2 separate regions of the Ovis aries genome follow, and region 2 is linked to region 1. A link is a contact called in public Hi-C data. All regions are on one chromosome and are shown on one strand. The core of a region is the stretch at or near the end of the contact, and the rest is flanking DNA. Distances in the headings are between cores, read along the strand shown.

What was found. A called contact is a pair of places that touch in the nucleus more often than the background predicts.
Region 2: a contact with region 1 is called in a Hi-C map of liver, with 2.4 times the contacts expected there. The contact joins the promoter of UFSP1 here to the promoter of VGF in region 1. A contact is called at or near these places in 2 of 16 Hi-C or Micro-C datasets (liver and tail adipose tissue).

Annotation. Positions count from the first base shown.
Region 1 is chr24:35,996,694-36,000,258 of ARS-UI_Ramb_v3.0, reverse strand. It overlaps VGF (VGF nerve growth factor inducible), which reads right to left and starts at 1,989. Exons shown (of 2, transcript XM_012104845.4): 1 at 1,794-1,989; 2 at 1-1,271. The coding sequence starts at 1,251.
Region 2 is chr24:36,200,025-36,203,589 of ARS-UI_Ramb_v3.0, reverse strand. It overlaps UFSP1 (UFM1 specific peptidase 1 (inactive)), which reads right to left and starts at 1,904. Exons shown (of 1, transcript XM_004021001.4): 1 at 893-1,904. The coding sequence starts at 1,492. The coding sequence ends at 1,043. It overlaps ACHE (acetylcholinesterase (Cartwright blood group)), which reads right to left. Exons shown (of 5, transcript XM_060405641.1): 4 at 3,361-3,530; 5 at 2,102-3,238. The coding sequence ends at 3,111. It overlaps SRRT (serrate, RNA effector molecule), which reads left to right. Exons shown (of 20, transcript XM_027961907.2): 18 at 1-12; 19 at 120-246; 20 at 348-555. The coding sequence ends at 423.

The DNA.
Region 1 (3,565 bases), core at 740-3,239:
GGCTCCGGCTTCGCCGTCCTCCTCCTCGGCGAACAGGAGCGCGTTCTGTCGCGCCCTCTCCGCCTCCTCCGCCTCCGCCTCCGCCTCCGCCGCCTCCTCGTCCTCCTCCCCCACCCTCTCCTCCCCGCCGCGTCTCTCCTGCTCCGCCTCCTCTTGCTGCCTCGCTGTCTCTAGCCCGCCCCCCTCCTCCTCTTGCAGCCCCCGACCCCCTAGGCCGCGCTGCCGAGCCCCGCCCTGCAGCAAATACTGGAGCAGCAGGTCAGAGGCGAGGTCGGCCAGCCGCTCTTCCTGCGCCGCCGCCTGCCGGGTGGCCTCCGCCTGCCGCCGCCCGGCTTCTACCTGCGCCAGCCCTTGCTGTAGAAGGCGCTCCCCCGCCTCAGTGCCGCCCAGGAGGGAGGTCTCCGGCCGGCGCGCCTTGGGAAAGGGAGCGGCCAGGCCTTGGTACGCCTTGGACAAGGGTGCCAATGCCTCACCTAGGTGTGTTTTGGGGGAGGACCCTCCTTCCCCGAACTGATGGGCTTCGGGAAGGGGTCCGCTCTCTGGCACACGCGCCTGGAATTGCGGGGGAGCAGGGGGCGGCAGGGGCGCGCGCTCCGGGACGCGCGCCTGGAACTCTCCCCAGGAAGCGCGCCACACGCGCTCCGGCCCGGGGCTCTCCAGGTTGACTCGGGTCAGCGTGTGCGTGCGGGTTTCCGTCTCTGCTGCTGCCGTCTCTTGCTGGCGTTTGGCGCTGCTAGGACTGAAATCTCTCAGCTCCTGAAGCAGGGAAGCTAGCGCCTCGAGCTCCTCCGAGGGATCGGCCGCTTCGGCACCATTCTCCTGAGTCTGAGGGCGAGGAGGGGCCGCGGGCGCCTGGGTCTCTGGCGCTGGGAGACTGTGGGTCTGGCTGCGCACGGTCTCGGTCAGCAGAGATTCTGCTGTTTCTTCCTCTGGCCGCTGCTGGGAGCCTCCGGGCGCCTGGGGCGAGGCCGGGCGGTCGAGTGCCTGCAGCAGCACCGCGGCCAGCGCCCGGGGATCCACGCCCTGGAAAAGCTCTCCCTCGTCCTGCGGCTCTGAATTTCGAGCGGCTCGGACCTCTGGGGCGCTAACATCCTTCGGCCCGAGCACTGCGTCCCCAGCTACCGGCTCTTTATGCTCAGAGCTGGGAGGAGGTGGCTGAGCCTCAGGGTGCCCGGGGGGCGCTGCTCCCAACCCCTTGATCAGTAGGAGCAGGCAGAAGAGGACAGTAGCCAGCAACCTGAGCGATTTCATGACCGAAGGACTGCCGGAGACTGTGGGGGGGGGGGGGGGGGGGCGGAGAAGGGACCAAAGAAAGAGAGGGTTTCTGTAAGAATTTTTCCGCTTTCTGATTTTATATCCCCTTCCCCCATATTTAATCAGGAAATCCGGGGCTTCCCTTGTCTCCCTAACCTTACCCAGAAAAGGGACGTTTAGGAGCAAAGGAGGACGATGTTGTGCCGATCTCTGGAATCGTGTAAATGGGGAAACGTCTGCAACGCTTGCTTCCCCAGTGCCTCCTCGCCCCCTTCCCTGAGCCATCTCACTGCCAGCGCCCACATACTAAGCAGCAAGGATGCAGGGGGAAAAAAATCTGCTCCCTCCCCGCAGGACTCCCCGGATGGTGCGTGGGCGACTTCAGCAGCAAGAGAAAAGCGGCGACTCCCCCATTTACAGGGACCCTTCCCGGGGGCTCCCCGCTGTGTTTTCAACACTCCCATCTGTGGGGAGAGAGAACCCTCCCCTCACGCCCAACGACTGCCGAGGGTTTGAGGGACGGACAGCAGAGTATTTACCAGCTGGTGCCACGACGCGGGAGGTGGAGAAGAGGGTCGGGGCGGGGTGGGGACAGGGGAAGATCGGGATGAGTCCGCCTCGGCTCCGAGCGGTGGCTAGGGTACGAGAGATGGTCGAGGTCTGGCGTCCAGTGCGCTGGGCTCAGCTGGGTCCGCGCGGCTCCGGGAGACTCGCTCGCTCAGGCTTCAGCACGCTGGACAGCGCCCGCGCCGCCACCGCCTTATAAAGAGGAGCCCGCTAAGTCACGTGGGAATCGCCCCGCCCCATTGACGTCAATGTTCATTCATGGGGAAGCGGGCGGGAGCCTAGAGGCGGGAGGACGCCCAACGATTGGAGGATACGTGCCTCTCCCGGCCCGCGCCTGCGCGCTGCGGGCCTCGGTTGGAGGGGCGTGCGCTAGCCTAGCACAGGGGAAATGAATGAATGAAGGAATGAATGAATGAAATGCTGAGGCGGGCGGGGTAGGGGGCTATGAATGAATGAAGGAGGGACGAGGAGAAAAGGATGAATGAATGAATGGAAGGATGAATGGAAGGGTGAATGCAGAGCCGCTGCAAGGCGGGAGGGTGGGCTACAGAGCAACCTGCAGCGGCGGGAACCCGGCGAGTGGAATAGGGTGGGGGCACTCCCAGAGTCTGACTGGGCCCCAGTAGGAGATCCATACTGGGAAGGGGGAAGATAAGACTCCAAAACTGAGGAGGGAGCCAGACTCCCCGTCTCCTGACTGCAGGGTCCATGGGAAACACGCCCAAGGACGGCGTGAACCTGAGAGGAGGGATGGTTCTGCGCGCCTGCGGGCGCTGTCCACGGATCTGCGGTGCGGGGTGCGTGCCCTGGGCTGGGGCACATGGGTGGATCTTGCGGTTTGAGTGATCTGGATGGAAAGGATCCGAGTTGGAAGAGACAGGGGAAAGACTGAGGATATGTGTGCCTCTGTGTCGTGTCTGTCCGTGGTCGGTGCGTGTCTGGAGAAAAAGGTGTGTCTGTCTTTCTGTCCAGTTGACTCTGTAGAATACATTGGCGCCCCCGCTGTGCCCTTTTTCAGACCACCTCTCCTCACCACCTTCCTGCTTCTTCCCCTCCTGCTGCTACCCCCCAAAGGACGTTTGGAGGACGAGAGCAGACCTGGTGGGGAGGGGGTTGTGCAGGTTGCGGGGGTGACTCAGTTCAATCTCTCTTCTTTGCTTAAAGGGAAGATTTGAACGCGATGCGGGTGGGGGGTGGAGGGTGGGTTCAAAAGCAACGTCAGAGATCACCCTTCTCTGCCACCAGACCCCTCGTCCGAATCTCCTGTCAGAGGGGTTGGGGCTGGGGGCTTGGATAGTTAGAGGTTCCGGGCGCGGGGGGGGGGGGGGCGGGGGGGGGAGATGACGCACAGATTGCGCAAAGAGAATCCATCAGCGAGCCGGGTCCAGTGAAGGGAGACCAGCCACAGGCGGGGGTGCGGGGTGGGGGGGGACGGAAATGAGGAGGGGGCAGGGAGAGGGGAGGGAGGCGAGGGGAGCAGCCACTGCAGGAATGAAGGGGAGGGAGGGAGCTGGAGGGGGGCTGCGGTGCAGGCAGAGAGCTGTGCGGGGGTGTGGGCAGGGAGGGCGGGGAGTGGAACGACACATGCCAGACACACAAGAACTGCGGACACAGGGCTGCCCGTGGGCACATACAGGGCACCCTCGCCCTAAGACTCTGGAAACCAGGATTGGGGCTGCCTGCCAGGAGCTCAGAGACTCAGAGCCAGTCCTCACCCCCTTCCTCATCTTCCTAGTATTGACCC
Region 2 (3,565 bases), core at 655-3,154, 200 kb before region 1:
TGGGCTATGGAGGTAAGTGTAAGAGGGAGCTGAAGGACTTGAACTGGGGCTGGGAGAAAGAAAACTTAGGGTATAGTTGAGGTCACAATGTTTCAACTCTGTGCTGATCTTTTTCCTAGCTGGTGCTGTTCGCCCTGCAGTCCCCACAGGAGGACCCCCATACCCCCATGCTCCCTATGGTGCTGGCCGAGGGAACTATGATGCCTTCCGAGGCCAGGGAGGTTACCCTGGGAAACCTCGAAATAGGTGAGAATGGGCTAAGATGGTTACGTTTTCTTGGTCCTCTGCAAACTCCCTTTCAGAGACCCTCAACTCTAACCCCATCTGAACTCTTTCTGACCGCACAGGATGGTCCGTGGAGATCCACGGGCCATTGTGGAATACCGCGACCTGGATGCTCCAGATGATGTGGACTTCTTTTGACTCCCCTACTTTTCCTCACTCCTGACATCATCTGTACTTGTGACTGCCTTGTCTTATCTAGCTCTGAGAAGTTTTTGTACGTTCAGCCCTACTGCCAGTAAAAGCACTTGCGTGGTGACTCTTGGCTTAGTATATATGAAGTGTTCATTGCTCAGTTGTGTCTGATTCTTTGTGACCCCATGGACTGTAGCCCACCAGGCTCCTCTGTCCACCAGGCTCCTCTGTCCACAGAGTTCTCCAGGCAAGAATAATGGAGTGGCTTGCCATGTTTTTCTCCAGGGGACTTTCCTGACCTGGGGATCAAACCTGGGTCTCTTGCATTGCAGGCAGAATATATACATGTGTGTGTGTATATATCTATTATCTATCTATCTATCTATCTATCTATCTATCTATCTATCTATATATAGAGAGAGAGAGTACAATATAGACCTCCCTGAATTCTCCCCCCCAATTGCTGGGGCCATGGTTAGCTGGGTCTTCCCACTTTATTGACAGCAAAGGTCCCAGGCTTTGCTGGAACTTCCTGGGGGTCTGACATTAGGCAGCCTCTGCCTTTGAGATGAGGGTGGATGAATGTGTACAGGGCTAGAGGCAGCTCAGTGCTGGGAACTTAGCCTCAGTCCAGGGCACAGGTCTGCTCTTCGGAGTTACAGCTGGTCATGCACAGGTTGTAGAAGGAGTGGGGGTCAAAGGCTGTGCTTACCTCTTGCCAGCCCACCCAACCAGCAGCCTGTAGTTCGCTGGGGTTCTTCGGAGCACCCCAACAGTGAGGGTCCAACACCAGGACGTAGGCTTCGGTGCCTGGGCCCAGGCATACTCCCAGCAAGGCCTTGGACTGGGCATCTGCATCCCCGCCAACCATTACAGGCCCCCCGCCCCCAGCGAAGTGGGAGTACAGCCTCTCCAGTTCCTCCTGAAGCCCTGCTCCACGGGTAACATGACGCAGCCGCCCTTGGGGCCCCCCGAAGTGGTCCAGGCAGAGGCTGGCTTCTACACAGCCGATCCAGCTCTGAGAGCCCCGGAACCCGGGGGGCTTGTCGCCCATGTCCTCCAGGGCTGCCTGCATTGCACCCAGTTCGGGTACGCCCGCGGGCCGGCCCTCCGGCCATGAGAACAGCGTCTGCAGAGTGCGGTAGCCGCATCCCCAGCCGCGGTCGTCCACTCCGTCGCAGCCGTAGTGGTAGTAGAGGTAGTGGCCCGAGACGACGGCCAGGCGGGTGGGGCCGCGGCCGGGCAGGGCCAGGCCCAGGTGGACGTCTTTCAGCAGCTCCAGGGCGGTGGGCGGGAGCGGCGGTTTTCGGGCCAGGCAGGTGCGTCCTCCAGGCAGCGCGGCGCGAACTCCAGGTTCCAGCTCTCCTCCGCCCCGAGTCTAGGGCTGATCGCAGGCAGCACCGGCGCAAGGGCCCCGGGATCGCTCGTCCGGCCCCTGGTAGCAGCACATGGCGCGATCGCGGCGGTGAGGAACCAAGCAGGTCCTCGGGTCTCCCACAATGCACCGCCGCGCCCGCACCGCCAGCCTCACTGCGCAGGCGTGAACTCCTACTCGCGGCGGGCCCTACTGGCTGCGCCCAGCTTCCTCTCCCCGCTCCGACTTAACACCCACCCCTTTATTCACTCCGCCCCAGAGGTTGGAGCATTCTACCCGGACCCCGACTCCTCAGTCGCGCACACTCCCTTGGCTGTTAACAGTTTATTGGCAGCCCAGAGGGCGAAGGCACCGCGGGGGAGGGGGCTCGGCCCGAGGCATGCAGAGGGCCGGGAGCCCCAGGGGAAAGTCGGAGGTGGGTGGGCAGGGTCTAGGGATCCTCCGTGTAATATCCCAGCCCATAAATAAATAGTATATACAGCTGAGGGGCCAGGCAGAGCGGGCAGGGCAGGGGATGTGGGGGTCCCGCCTGGGTCACAGGTCTGCGCAGCGATCCTGCTTGCTGTAATGGTCAAACTGGTTCTTCCAGTGCACCATGTAGGAGCTCCAGCGATGGAACTCGGCCTTCCACTGGCGCTCCGCCTCGTCCAGCGTGTCTGCGGCCAGAGTGCCCGGCAAGTGGGTGGGGAGAGGACATAGGGAAGAACGGGAACGGACATGCGAGGGTTGGAGAGGGGGTAGCGTGAGTTCAGAGAGGACACGGAGAATGCAGGTGACCACGTGAAGTGGTGGAAAGAGGATCAGGAGAATATGCGAAAGACAAGACCAGAGGGCGGGCGAGGGTAGAGGCGGAGCCAGAGAAGGATGGCGGTAAGGAGGAGGGAGGGGAAGATGACCGGAAGACAGGAGGATCGAAGGGATCAGAGGAGGAGTTCCGTGGGTTGGTGGGGAAAAGAGAAGAGACAGAAATGGTTGGCGTTTATAGCTCCACTAGGGGTGCTATCTAGCCCCAGGGCCTCCCTCACCCCCCAACACCGAGCTCAGGCTCCAGAGAATAATTTTATATATTAAAAAAGAATTGGCCTTTTCATTTCCATTTAAACAATGAAGGTGTGTGGGTCCCTGAGATGGGTCGTAGGTGTACCGCCCCCCTCCCCCCACCCCTCCTCTCTCCCTTCCCTGTCTAGTTTCAGTTTCTCGGTTTGAGGAGGGAGGGGGCGCTGGGTCGGAGATCCCTGAATGAGGCCCTTCCCCACGATCCGACCACTCTTTAGAGGGGGGGGTGTGGGCCCTGAGGCCGGAGGGGGAGAGGCCGTGGTCACAGCCGCAGGAGCCGGGAGAGGAGGAGAAAGAGGAGGAGAAGGAGGGGCAGGGGGAGGCCGGGCCTGGGCCTCGGGGCTGCCTCCCCGTGGGCGGGGCCTGAGCAGGTGCAGGGGGCCTCCGAGGCTGGGGGGGAGAAGAGAGGGGTTACACCCGGCCAGCTCCCAATCCCCTCTCTCTCTTTCTCCACGCCCCTTTACGCCCCCGCCCCCGCGCCGCCCAGCCCCTGCCCGTAGGCCCCGGCGTACCGGTGGCGCTGAGTAGTTTGGGCAGGAAGCGATTCCAGAAAGCGCAGGCCTGGGCTCGCAGCCCTCGCCGCACCTCTAGCGGCCGCAGATTCAGGCTCACATACTGCTGCGCTCCCGCCGTATACGGTGGCCACTGTGGCGCTTTGGGGTCCCGAGGGTCATTGGGGTCTCTGCGGAAGGAAAGGGGAGGCTCAGCCCCTGGGGT